3 separate regions of the Sus scrofa genome follow, and all the other regions are linked to region 2. A link is a contact called in public HiChIP or PLAC-seq data. All regions are on one chromosome and are shown on one strand. The core of a region is the stretch at or near the end of the contact, and the rest is flanking DNA. Distances in the headings are between cores, read along the strand shown. Region 1 overlaps CEP85L (centrosomal protein of 85 kDa-like). Region 2 has its middle 70 kb from the start of ASF1A. Region 3 has its middle 140 kb from the start of PLN.

What was found. HiChIP or PLAC-seq counts read pairs in DNA pulled down with a chosen protein or histone mark.
Region 1: a contact with region 2 is called in an H3K27ac HiChIP or PLAC-seq map of alveolar macrophages. The contact joins two enhancer-like sites. A contact is called at or near these places in 1 of 47 Hi-C or Micro-C datasets (embryonic fibroblasts) and 1 of 2 datasets of contacts at active chromatin or transcription factors (alveolar macrophages).
Region 3: an H3K27ac HiChIP or PLAC-seq map of skeletal muscle shows a contact between it and region 2, with 3 times the contacts expected there. The contact joins two enhancer-like sites. A contact is called at or near these places in 1 of 47 Hi-C or Micro-C datasets (skeletal muscle) and 1 of 2 datasets of contacts at active chromatin or transcription factors (skeletal muscle).

Annotation. Positions count from the first base shown.
Region 1 is chr1:43,552,926-43,556,341 of Sscrofa11.1, forward strand. CEP85L (centrosomal protein of 85 kDa-like) reads left to right here. Exons shown (of 15, transcript XM_003121248.5): 14 at 1,084-1,315. Among named protein-coding and RNA genes, the nearest start is that of PLN, 96 kb to the left of the region's middle. Within about 2 kb of position 1,331, at least 1 of the 83 cell types and tissues checked has an H3K27ac peak or open chromatin away from gene starts, as enhancers often do. A contact at or near this core is called in alveolar macrophages, where this site is marked.
Region 2 is chr1:43,283,044-43,286,573 of Sscrofa11.1, forward strand. No RefSeq gene overlaps it. Among named protein-coding and RNA genes, the nearest start is that of ASF1A, 70 kb to the left of the region's middle. Within about 2 kb of position 2,143, at least 39 of the 83 cell types and tissues checked have an H3K27ac peak or open chromatin away from gene starts, as enhancers often do. A contact at or near this core is called in alveolar macrophages and skeletal muscle, where this site is marked.
Region 3 is chr1:43,599,702-43,603,376 of Sscrofa11.1, forward strand. No RefSeq gene overlaps it. Among named protein-coding and RNA genes, the nearest start is that of PLN, 140 kb to the left of the region's middle. Within about 2 kb of position 1,505, at least 43 of the 83 cell types and tissues checked have an H3K27ac peak or open chromatin away from gene starts, as enhancers often do. A contact at or near this core is called in skeletal muscle, where this site is marked.

The sequences.
Region 1 (3,416 bases), core at 81-2,580, 270 kb after region 2:
TTGTTGGGGGGGTTCTTTGACTTTATTTTTTTTTTTTCTTTTTTTTTTTTTTTTTTTTGTCTTTTTGCCTTTTCTTGAGCCGCTCCAGTGGCATGTGGAGGTTCCCAGGCTAGGGGTCTAATCGGAGCTGTAGCCGCCAGCCTACGCCACAGCCATGAGGGATCCAAGCCGCGTCTGCAACCTACGCCACAGCTCACGCCAATGCTGGATCCTTAACCCACTGAGCAAGGCAGGGAACAAACCCACAACCTCATGGTTCCTAGTCGGATTCGTTAACTACTGAGCCACCACGGGAACTCCTGACTTTATACTTTTATTTCTTCTTCTCTTACACTGAGAAGTTTGGTTCCTGTCAACATTAATGTAGTAAACATTTTTTTCTCAGTGTACAAAAAATAGGTTCAGAGTAAGTAAATCACTGTTGCTGCTAAAAACTATAGGATGAGGTCTAAATTTTCTTTGCAGGGAGTTCCCATTGTAGTACAGCGGAAATGAATCCGATTTGTATCCATAAGGGTATGGGTTTGATCCCTGACCTTGGTCAGTGGGTTAAGGATATGGCATTGCTGTGAGCTGTGGGGTAGGTCATAGACATGGCTCAGATCCAGTACTGCTGTGGCTGTGGTGTAGGATGGCAGCTGCAGCTCCGATTCTACCCCTAGGCTGGGAACTTCCACGTGCTATGGGTGTGGCCCTAAAAAGCAAAAAAGTAAATTTTCTTTGCAGTTATTTTTATTTTGGGGGTAAATTTCATAGTAAAATATGTACATTACCAAGGAAATTTTTTATGTGAGAGCATGAGAAACCCCCTGGAAGCTGAGACTGTTCAAATTTATGTTTCCTCTCTCAGGTATTAATTACCATAGGGCATTAGCTGGCACACAGGAACCCTTTCCATTATTTAAATTCTTATCTCCCTTTTTATTTTGCCTACTGTGTATACGCAGTTAAATTTGGCTAATGTGCATGTACTATGATTTTGCTATTCCTCGTTTATAGACTTGGGGGAAAATGTTAACCTTTGTGGCTTTAGAGTACCTTTCCTCTGTTCTAAAAACCTGATTTTTGTTTTGTCCGTTGCAGAACCAAAGACAGACAGAAGAGACCTGCTCTTTATTGGATCAGGGCCAGGAAGCAGAGCAATCCAGGCAGCAGACCATTCTTTCCAAAAGGCCACTCTTTGATTTGAGTGTGATTGATCAGCTCTTCAAAGAAATGTCCTATTGTTTATTTGACTTGAAGGCTTTGTGTAGTATTCTTAATCAGCGTGCTCAGGGCAAGGAACCTAATCTTTCCTTGTTACTGGGTATCAGATGTAAGTTTCTGATGACTTGTCTTTACTGTATTGCTTAACAATTAGAAGCATGTCACCATGAATCAGGAACTTCTGACTGCCTTTACCCTATTTTCTTTTTCTTTTTAGAACCACACCTGTGCCATGTGGAAATTCCCAGGCTAGGGGTTGAATCGGAGCTGCAGCTTCTGGCCTACACCACAGTCATAGCAACACCAGATCCAAGCCACATCTGCAGCCTACACCACTGCTCACGGCAATGCCAGATCCCTGACCCACTGAGCAAGGCCAGAGACTGAACCCGAATCCTCATAGATACTAGTCAGATTTGTTTCCACTGTGCCACAACGGGAACTCCATACCCTATTTTTTTTTTTTCATTTTTTAAAGTTTTATTCAAGTGTAGTTGATTTACAATGTTGTGGTAATTTCTGCTGTACAAAAGAGTGATTCAGTTACACATGTACATATATCCCCTACTTGTTTTTATCTCCTTTCCTACTTAGATTTATAAATCTCTGAATCCATCTATGGGTCTGTGAATACCTGTTACTACTTCATTGCTAGAACTAACCTCCTCATTCCTGTGGAACTGATCAAGGTCATGGCTGATAGGGATTTCAACTTGGTAGCATGCTTACAAGTCCACCTGTGTGCTGAGCCAGGAGATGTTTCTCATGATGAATCTGTTTATATGTGACTGGAATGGTAGTTGTGATTTCCTGGTTACGCTTCTGAAAGTAAATGATTTTGCTTTCGTGTGGCGATTGTATTAAATTAATGAGCCAACCATTTGTCCACTGGCAAAATATTAGAGAGAAAATACTCACTTGCTTCCTTATGCAGTGTATTTCTGTGGCAGTTGTTGAATGTAAGTGCTAATGCTGTCGCATGAGCCAGTTTTCATAGCCTGTGGATCTCTTGCCCTCGTGATACATACCCTTTCAATATGATGCCCATCCATTCTGCCTAGTTCTGCCTTCCTGCACCCATCATGGTGAGAGCTGCCACAGGAAGATCCTAGTGTCTTTTTCCTTCTGTGCTGCTTTTGTTGGAACACTAAACTTGTATGGCTCTAAATTATGATAATATTGACATATTAGTCTCTTTTTAATACATAAAAAATGGAATTCAGTTAGGAAATAAGAATGGATTAAGACCATAGTGTTTATGAACCAACATGTTTTGATTAATTGCCCAATAATATGATAATATGTGACTGGGGTGGAGACTAGTTTTGTTTCCCATTTCATCAAAGAGATTCGACCATCTTGCATCATAATAGTTACTTTGGCTAACCAGGTAATAACTCTTGATCAAAGTATCTCACTTGTTAAATGACACATGTAACTGTGCTCAGAGATGTCAGCAGACTATTCCCTCCACTTCATAAAGGTAGGAACACATATGAATGTGGGTATATAAAAAACAGTTTGAAGTATAGTCAGTTTGCAATGTCATGTTAGTTTCTGGTGTACAACGAAGTGATTCAATTATACAAATATAAATATATATTATTTTTCATAATCTTTTTCATTATAGGTTGTTACAAGAAATTGAATATAGTTCCCTGTGCTATATAGTAGGACCTTGTTATATATCTATTTTATATATGGTACTTTATATCTGCTAATCCCAAAGTCCTAATTTACCTCTTCTCTGCCTTTCCACTTTGGTAACCATAAGTTTGTTTTCTAGGTCTTATGAATCTGTTTCTGTTTTGTAAATAAGTCCATTTGTATTGTATTTTAGATTCTACATATAAGTGATATCAGATAATATTTATCTTTCTCTGTCTGACTTCACATAATATGGTAATCTCTAGGTCCATCTACGTTGCTATAAATGGCACTGTTTCATCTTTTCATCTTTTTTTATGGCTGAGTAACATTCCATTGTGTATATGTACTATATCTTCTTTATCCACTCATTTGTTGATGGGCGTTCAGGTTGTTTACATGCCTTGACTATTGTAAATAGTGCTGCTATGAACAGCAGGGTGCATGTATCTTTTTGAATTAGAGTTTTCTCAAGATATATCCCAGGAGTGGGATTGCTAGATCATATGATAGTTCTATTTGCAGTTTTTTGAGGAACCTCCGTAATGTTTTCTACAGTGGCT
Region 2 (3,530 bases), core at 893-3,392:
CGGATTGAGAAGTGGTTGGTACACAGAGGCACCCACTACACTGAAGAACTCAGAGTGCGCCCAGCCATGCACTGGCCTGGTACTCACTTCGATGGGGGCAAGGAAGGAGTCAAGACAGCCAGGAGGCTAGCAGGACCCCGGCGAGAGCAACATTAAACTCTCATTAGCTACTTAATTTGATTTTGTTGTCCTTATCATACCTTCACTATCATTTCCCCCAGCTTCAGGTCAAATGATGACCCAAAGAGATGACCAGATAAAATAATGTCAATAATTGTGAGGAGTTCCTGCTGTGATGCAGCAGGTTAAGATCTGGTGTTGCCGTAGCAGCAGCTCAGATTCAGTCCCTGGCCCTGGAACTTCCATACCAAAAAAAAAATTGTGAGGGGTCTGATTTTTTTACTCTGCTTGCACTCAGTTAGCCAGTCAGAGCTTCACTGATGCTGGCACAAGATGCAGACCCCTGGTCAGCAACAAAGGACATTTATTACTCACAGCAGGCAGCATGAGCTCATGTTCTCATAGCTTCCCCTTCGGCCCCAAGCCCCATGGGGCTGATGCAGAGGTGGGCCCAGGTGGATACACAGAGGGTTTAGGTCAAAGCCGAGGAGCTGTGAGCTTAGAAGACCTCTGATCTTATAGTGGGACTCTTAGCAAACCTGCCCAACCTTTGTTCTGGAGACAGACATTTTTATTATCATTGCCAGAAAACAAATATGTCCTCTGCCCCAGAAAGAGATTCTATCCGTATCCTCCGAGGCTGTTTTTTAATATAAGTATCCTTGAAACAGCAGTCTGGGGCAAAATTTGTCACAAGGCATGTAGAAGTGACACAGAGAATTTCCCTCCGCCCTGCAATAAAGAAGACATAGCCGGAGACAGAGCTCAAAGAAGACACAGTGATTACGAGGGATGTCTTAAAATTTTATTTATTTAAGCAATAAAATCGATAACCTCACATGGACTCTTAACTAGCATAGCTCTCAACTGCCTGAGAATACCGGGAGAGATGATTATCGCTCCTTTGTAGGCTAGTCTGGAAGCCGCTGCCTGCACCTGGTCACAGCACCTCTGCCATGGGGCCCAGCATCTCCTGATTCCATCACTGCCAAAGGGCCCCACAATGATGTTCTGCATCATGCAATCTCCAATAAGCCTAGAAGTGGGGCTTTAGCCCATTGAAAGGAAATGCATTAGGGATTTTTTACCTAGGTAATTAAAAAGAAAGAAATAAGTCTTTTAGGACTTACTTTGGGCTTCGTGAGATTAAACATGGTTTTGGAAAAAGAATTCCTTCAGAGGCCACATGTGGAGATTATGGAGTCCCAAGATTTTCCAAGATAAATTTTATTATGTGCTTTATGAGGTCAGACACGGTTCTCCTAAGGACCTGAGGACCTGGGAGACACCCCACCAAACAGCTCCTGGCATTTCAGATCCCACTTGGGAGCACAGAGTCCTTAAAGCTGAACCATCTTTCGAACATTATACCCTCATTGGAGGCACAGCCCTGCCCGCATTTTAAGACCATGCAGGAACCTTGTGACCTAAGTTTTGGTTCAAAAGATATTTTCATTATTTGCAGCAAGATGATGTAATTGTCATAGTAAGGAATTCAGGGACTGCCTTGTTTGAGAGTTTGGTGACGGAGCAGCTAGGGCAGGTGGGGCTGGGTGATGCAGGCAGTATCTTGTCTCCACAGAGAAGAATACAGGAGCCCCAATCTGGTTCTCAGCCCTAACCTCTCTCTCTTACTTTCCACCTCTCATCAGTCACAAGGTGCTGGTGGTGCTCCTAAATGTTTCTGTCAGATGTAATCACAATCTCTTTACAGAGGAAAAAAATATTCCTTTGTGGTTTTGTTTACATATTTTTAAAAAATCCATCTGAAATTCTTTTTTGATGCTGCATCCTGTTAGGTAGAAACCTAACCGGATTTTTCTCAAACACCCAAGAAGAGTTGGCAATTTCCCTTACCGTCCGCAACACCTCCCCATCCCATCCACAGCACACCCAAGACGCCCCCACACGTGCATGCGTGCAGGCACGCACGCACGCACACATGCGCACACAGAACAGAACCCACCCTTACTTTGTCTTTGAGGTCGCCCAGAGTTGTTTCCTTCAGTCATCTCTAGGTGTCATCCTAGAGGAGTCTCTCCAGGCTGGATTCTCAGCACAGACGCAGAGGCTTGGCTGGTCTGGGTAAACTGAATTACTTGGGCATCCTGCTCTGAGTCAGGGCCCAACCCCCAGCGGAAGGGCGCTCTCCCCCTACCCCAGCGTTCCCGTCAGCAGCGGAGAATTGCCCTCTGTGATTTCACGTGGAATCTGTCAGCACAAGCTGCCTGAGAGCATAGACAATGGAGCTCTGCCATGAACACGCAGAAAAGGAGAACAAAAACGCCAACACTTCAATGATTACATTTGGGATCTGCAATCACCCGGGGGCATCCCAGAGATCACCCAGTAGATGAAACTTACCTTTTCTTCAGAGCTTAAGCTGGCTTTCACATATCTGAAAGGTTAGAGAATATATCATTTAAAGAGGGAAATCTGTCTTCCTTTTCCATTCCCGTAAAGCACTGGTGTGTATGTGTGTACGCCTATGTATGTGTTTTACCTTGCATTTTTTTGCACGTTTTGAAGTGCTGGGAGCTGCAAATAGCTGCAGGCTTTCTGTCCTCTGCCTAAGGTGGCCACACATTATGACAGTTATTTCAGATATTCTGTTTTAGTGTCAGGACTCAGCACAATGTAATACCAAATAAAGGGCTTATTGTATGACCTTATTCACACGGGAATTTTGGTAGTAAATACGGGCACACAGAAAACCCATTTGGTAAATATTCCTTAATTCTCCTTTGGTAAAACAGAAATTCCAATAACGCCTGCATGTCTTCATCCACAGCCTAGCAGGGATCTCGCCTGTCAGCAGAAGTGAACCATCTGGTCACCGCCCTAAGGCCCCATGTTACGCAAGTGTCATTGCTTTGCACATTTGGAGCAAGCAGCTTTCTTTCCTCACCAACCATGAGAAACTGTATCTTAAACAACTGGAGCAAAAATTGCATTTGTCAAACATTAAGAACAAAATGCATTTTTGCAAGTCAGTAATCTTGTTAATAGTCAATTCAGTTTCCTGGGTATTTGAATTCTGGCTAAAAGTTTCTGACTTATTTACATAAACTAATAATGCTGCATAAAGCTATGTCTTCATACCATGAGTCCATCAGACTGAGGAATTACAACCCTATTACGGGAACCCCAGGAGTCCCAGCCAACCAGTCATTGGCAGTTGTGGTTTCCCCACCTGAGCCACACGACAGCTCAGATGTGTTACCTTCCAGGTATTTAGTCCAGGACTGAATTGCTGGCGAGGATCTTAAGCTCCATTCATTGTGTTGCAGGTTTGACTAATGCCAGGTCCTACTTTGAGTCAGCTTGATTCTGATGTGCGTTTTACACTAGGACCACAAGTATTTGAGTTGCATGATGAGGTTTTTTTTTTGGGCTGAAGAAGAAAGAAC
Region 3 (3,675 bases), core at 255-2,754, 320 kb after region 2:
GAGTTTGAGTCTTAGTTCTACTTCTTATCTGAATAACCAAGTACGTCATGTAAGTTCTGAGGGGCCCAGGTTCTTCATCAAAAGATCTCAGTAATGGGGGTTCCTATCATGGCTCAGCGGAAACGAATCTGACTAGCAGCCATGAGGACGCAGGTTCGATCCTGGCCTCATTCAATGGGTTAAGGATCCAGCGTTGCCGTGAGCTGTGATGTAGGTCACAGATGAGGTTTGGATCTGTTGCTGTGGCTGTGGTGTAGGCCGGCAGCTACCGCTCCGATTTGACCCCTAGCCTGGGAATCTCCATATGCTGTGGGTGCGGCCCTAAAAAAAAAAAAAAAAAAAAAAAAAAAGACAATAAATAAATAAATAAATACATAAAAGATCTCAATAATAGTACTCAACCTCTAGGCTCAACTGGACGTGTCCACAAAAGAAGGCCATTGGGAGTGTGAAGGGAGATGACACAGGGGCAACCATCTGGCCGGAGGGCAGTATTTTTTTAGTAAGTCCTAAGAGGAAAATACATTTCAAAATCCATCTCTAGAGCTCCATATGATTCTCAGACAATCTTTAATGAACTCCTAGAGCAGGAAAGGACCTGAACTCATCTAGTGTCACACCATCATCCATAAGAAAGAACTCGGGGCTCCTTCCTGGGAGGTGAGCTGATTGATCATCAGATCGTTCCCCCAGAGTCTGGACCTGTGCCCTGGGTTCCTGAGACCTTTGTCCACAGGCTGCATCCCCTGCTGCTTCTCCCCTAACCAGCAAGGTCTTCTCTGCCAGACGGACTTATTTTTCTTTGAGTTGAGTACTTAACTCTCTCAGTTCCTTTTAAGCTTTCTTAAGTTTTCGAAGGTGCCAACCTTTTTTCTTTCTAAACTTTCTGAAAGATACTAAAAAGAGAAACAACTCAGTTTAATGAGAGCTACACAGTGGTTTAACATCATTTCACACACCACAATGAGCAGAGCTTTAATAGATGATCCTTTACATGGTTTGTTTAAAAACACTTATCCAGTCTTATCAAAATTTGATAACATTTGCAGATGCTCTGAAATAGCTTAAGTGAAAGCATTTCTTTGTGACGGTCAGGTTAAGGCTGAACAGAAACGCTCACATTTTCAAGCCAGTCTTAAGTGAGCAAAGAATAGTTAGCATTTCCCTGTGATCTGATCTGGGGGAGACCTGCAGGACACAGACTTGTGATCCACGGATGCGTTTCTACTCAAATGACATGAATTTCAGAGTGGAAGGATCACTCATTCTCTATCGAAGTTTCCTTAGATTTGGGGGCGGGGGGGCGATGGTAACCCCTTAAGAAGAGCACAGTGGCCCCTAGAACTTGAAAGCTTGCTAGCCGGCTCCTGTCCTCTCGCAGGGAGACACAGTACTGAGGGTTGGGGGCAGGGGCTGTTCTTTCCCTGCCGCCTCCACAGCAGCTGGCCCTGGTCTCAGGAACCGGAGAGAAGCCTCTGAAGGGCACCCTTTCAAGCCAATGTCAGCTCCTGGCGCCTGTCCCTACCTCCTCTGCCGCCAGGAGATTAACTGCAGCTCAGCAGAGCCCAGCAGAGCCCAACAGACCCCGAGGCACGGACGGACGCGTGTGTCTTTTCTCATCCTGCCTCTGTTTGTTCCCTCTTCCTTTAGGAGGTAGCATAGCAACCCGCGCAGCAGACCTTCCGCGGGCCGCGCCCACGATTCTCTCTCCCTCTGGCTCTTGACGGTCACCCTCCCTACATGGACGGACTCCATGGGTCTCAGGATGAGCTCCGCCCTCCCTGCCCCGGCGCATTTCTTTGCCTAAAATGCCCTTGTGTGTCTGTAAAACCCAAAGGCAACCCTTAAGACAGCGCAAACACTGTCTCTGGCCTCTCTGGGTGTGTAGTTAGTTATGTCAGCTTCTGTGTTTTCATTAGCACCGTGATCGCAAGTTCTCCCAGCATTCCTAGTATCGTTGATTTTTGTTGTTATTTTTTGTCACCTTCTCTGGATTTAGGCACCTAGAACAAGCACCATAATTTTTTTTTTCCCTTTCCTTTCATTTCCTTTTCTTTTTTTTTTTTCTTTCTTTCTTTCTTTTCTTTCTTTTTTTTTTTTTTTTTTTTTTTGCTGTGCATGTGGCATGCAGAAGCTCTGGGGCAAGGGATGGAATCTGTGCCACAGCTTTGACAACGTGGGATCCTTAACTGCTCTGCCAGGAGGGAACTCCCATAATCATTTTTATACCCCCCTAGAAGCTGTAATAGTGCCTGGTGCCTAATAAGTAGATACTGGGTGAATCAATAAAATGTCATAGTTACGGACACTCTAGTGAGAAATGCTTTGTTATAGCTTTTTTGGGTGACAACCAGCTGTCATTAAGCTCTTTACTTCAAAGTTAAAGAGAAAATATCCAGCGCAGTATTTTCTGTAAATGCCACATTCCTAGGTCTAATTGTGCTTATTAATAATTACTCATGGAGTTCCTGTCATCACTCAGTGGTTAACAAATCTGACTAGCATCCATGAGGACGCGGGTTCCATCCCTGGCCTCACTCAGTGGGTTAAGGATCTGGTGTTGCCGTGAGCTGTGGTGTAGGTCGCAGACGGCTCAAATCCTGTGTTGCTGTGGCTGTGGTGAAGGCTGGCGGCTACAGCTCTGATTTGACCCCTAACCTGGGAACCTCCATGTGCGGCAAATGAGGCCCTAAAAAGCAAAATAAAAATTACTCTTGAATGTTTTCTAGAATACTTTAATGGAACGAATTTTGTCCCTCAGTTGTCTCTGGTGTTCCTCATTTTAGTTAGTGGCAACTGCATTCTTTCAGTTATTGAAGCCAAATATTCTGGAGTTTATCCCTGACTCATTCCTTTCTCCTACATTCACATTCATGCATTTAGCTAATCCTGTTGGCTCTTCCTTCCAAATATCATTCATTCCACTCCTCCATGGTACAAGCCACCATGCTTGCCTACCCTCATTGCAACAGCCTCCTAATGGTTTTCCTGCTTCCACCCCTCCCTCATGGTCTGTTTTCACAGGGCAATGTGAGTGGTCCTTTAAAATTGCATCATAGCCCTTCTCTGCTGGAAACTCTCCAATGGCCCTTTTGTTCCCTGCTTTTCCCCTCCCCCCACCCTCCCACCTGAACAGTGCACTGCATATAATAGGTAATATTTGCTGAACAAATAAATTAATATTCAAGCCTTACTATAAAAACAGATATCAAGAAACTGCAACTTACTATTGTTTGATCACCTAATAAGGTATAAAATAATGAAGTTAATTACATTTTGGATGTAATCAAGTTTTCAGTATCACCAAAATGTTCCAGAAATATCTGGGTGCCAAAGACAATCTCTTTCTGTCTAGCAATAAATTGACTACAAAATAACCATTTGGTCCTGGCCAGTCACATAGCTCTCAGGGAGTTTGTTTCTTCAGCTTTGAAAGAAGAGAATTGAATTCAAAAATTGTTATATATAGTCTCTTGCAATTTGAAATGTCTATAATTTGTGTGTGACCTTCAGCTCTTTCCTTTTCTCAAAATATGGATGGACTTGGTCTTCTTGGATAGCCCTTTCTTTGATCTGGTTTTTAAAATGTACTAGTTAACTTCACAGATGAGAACTTCAAGGTGCTGGGAGAAGAACTGGGGCCTGGTGGGTGAGGTGTGTGTGGAGAGTGGACCC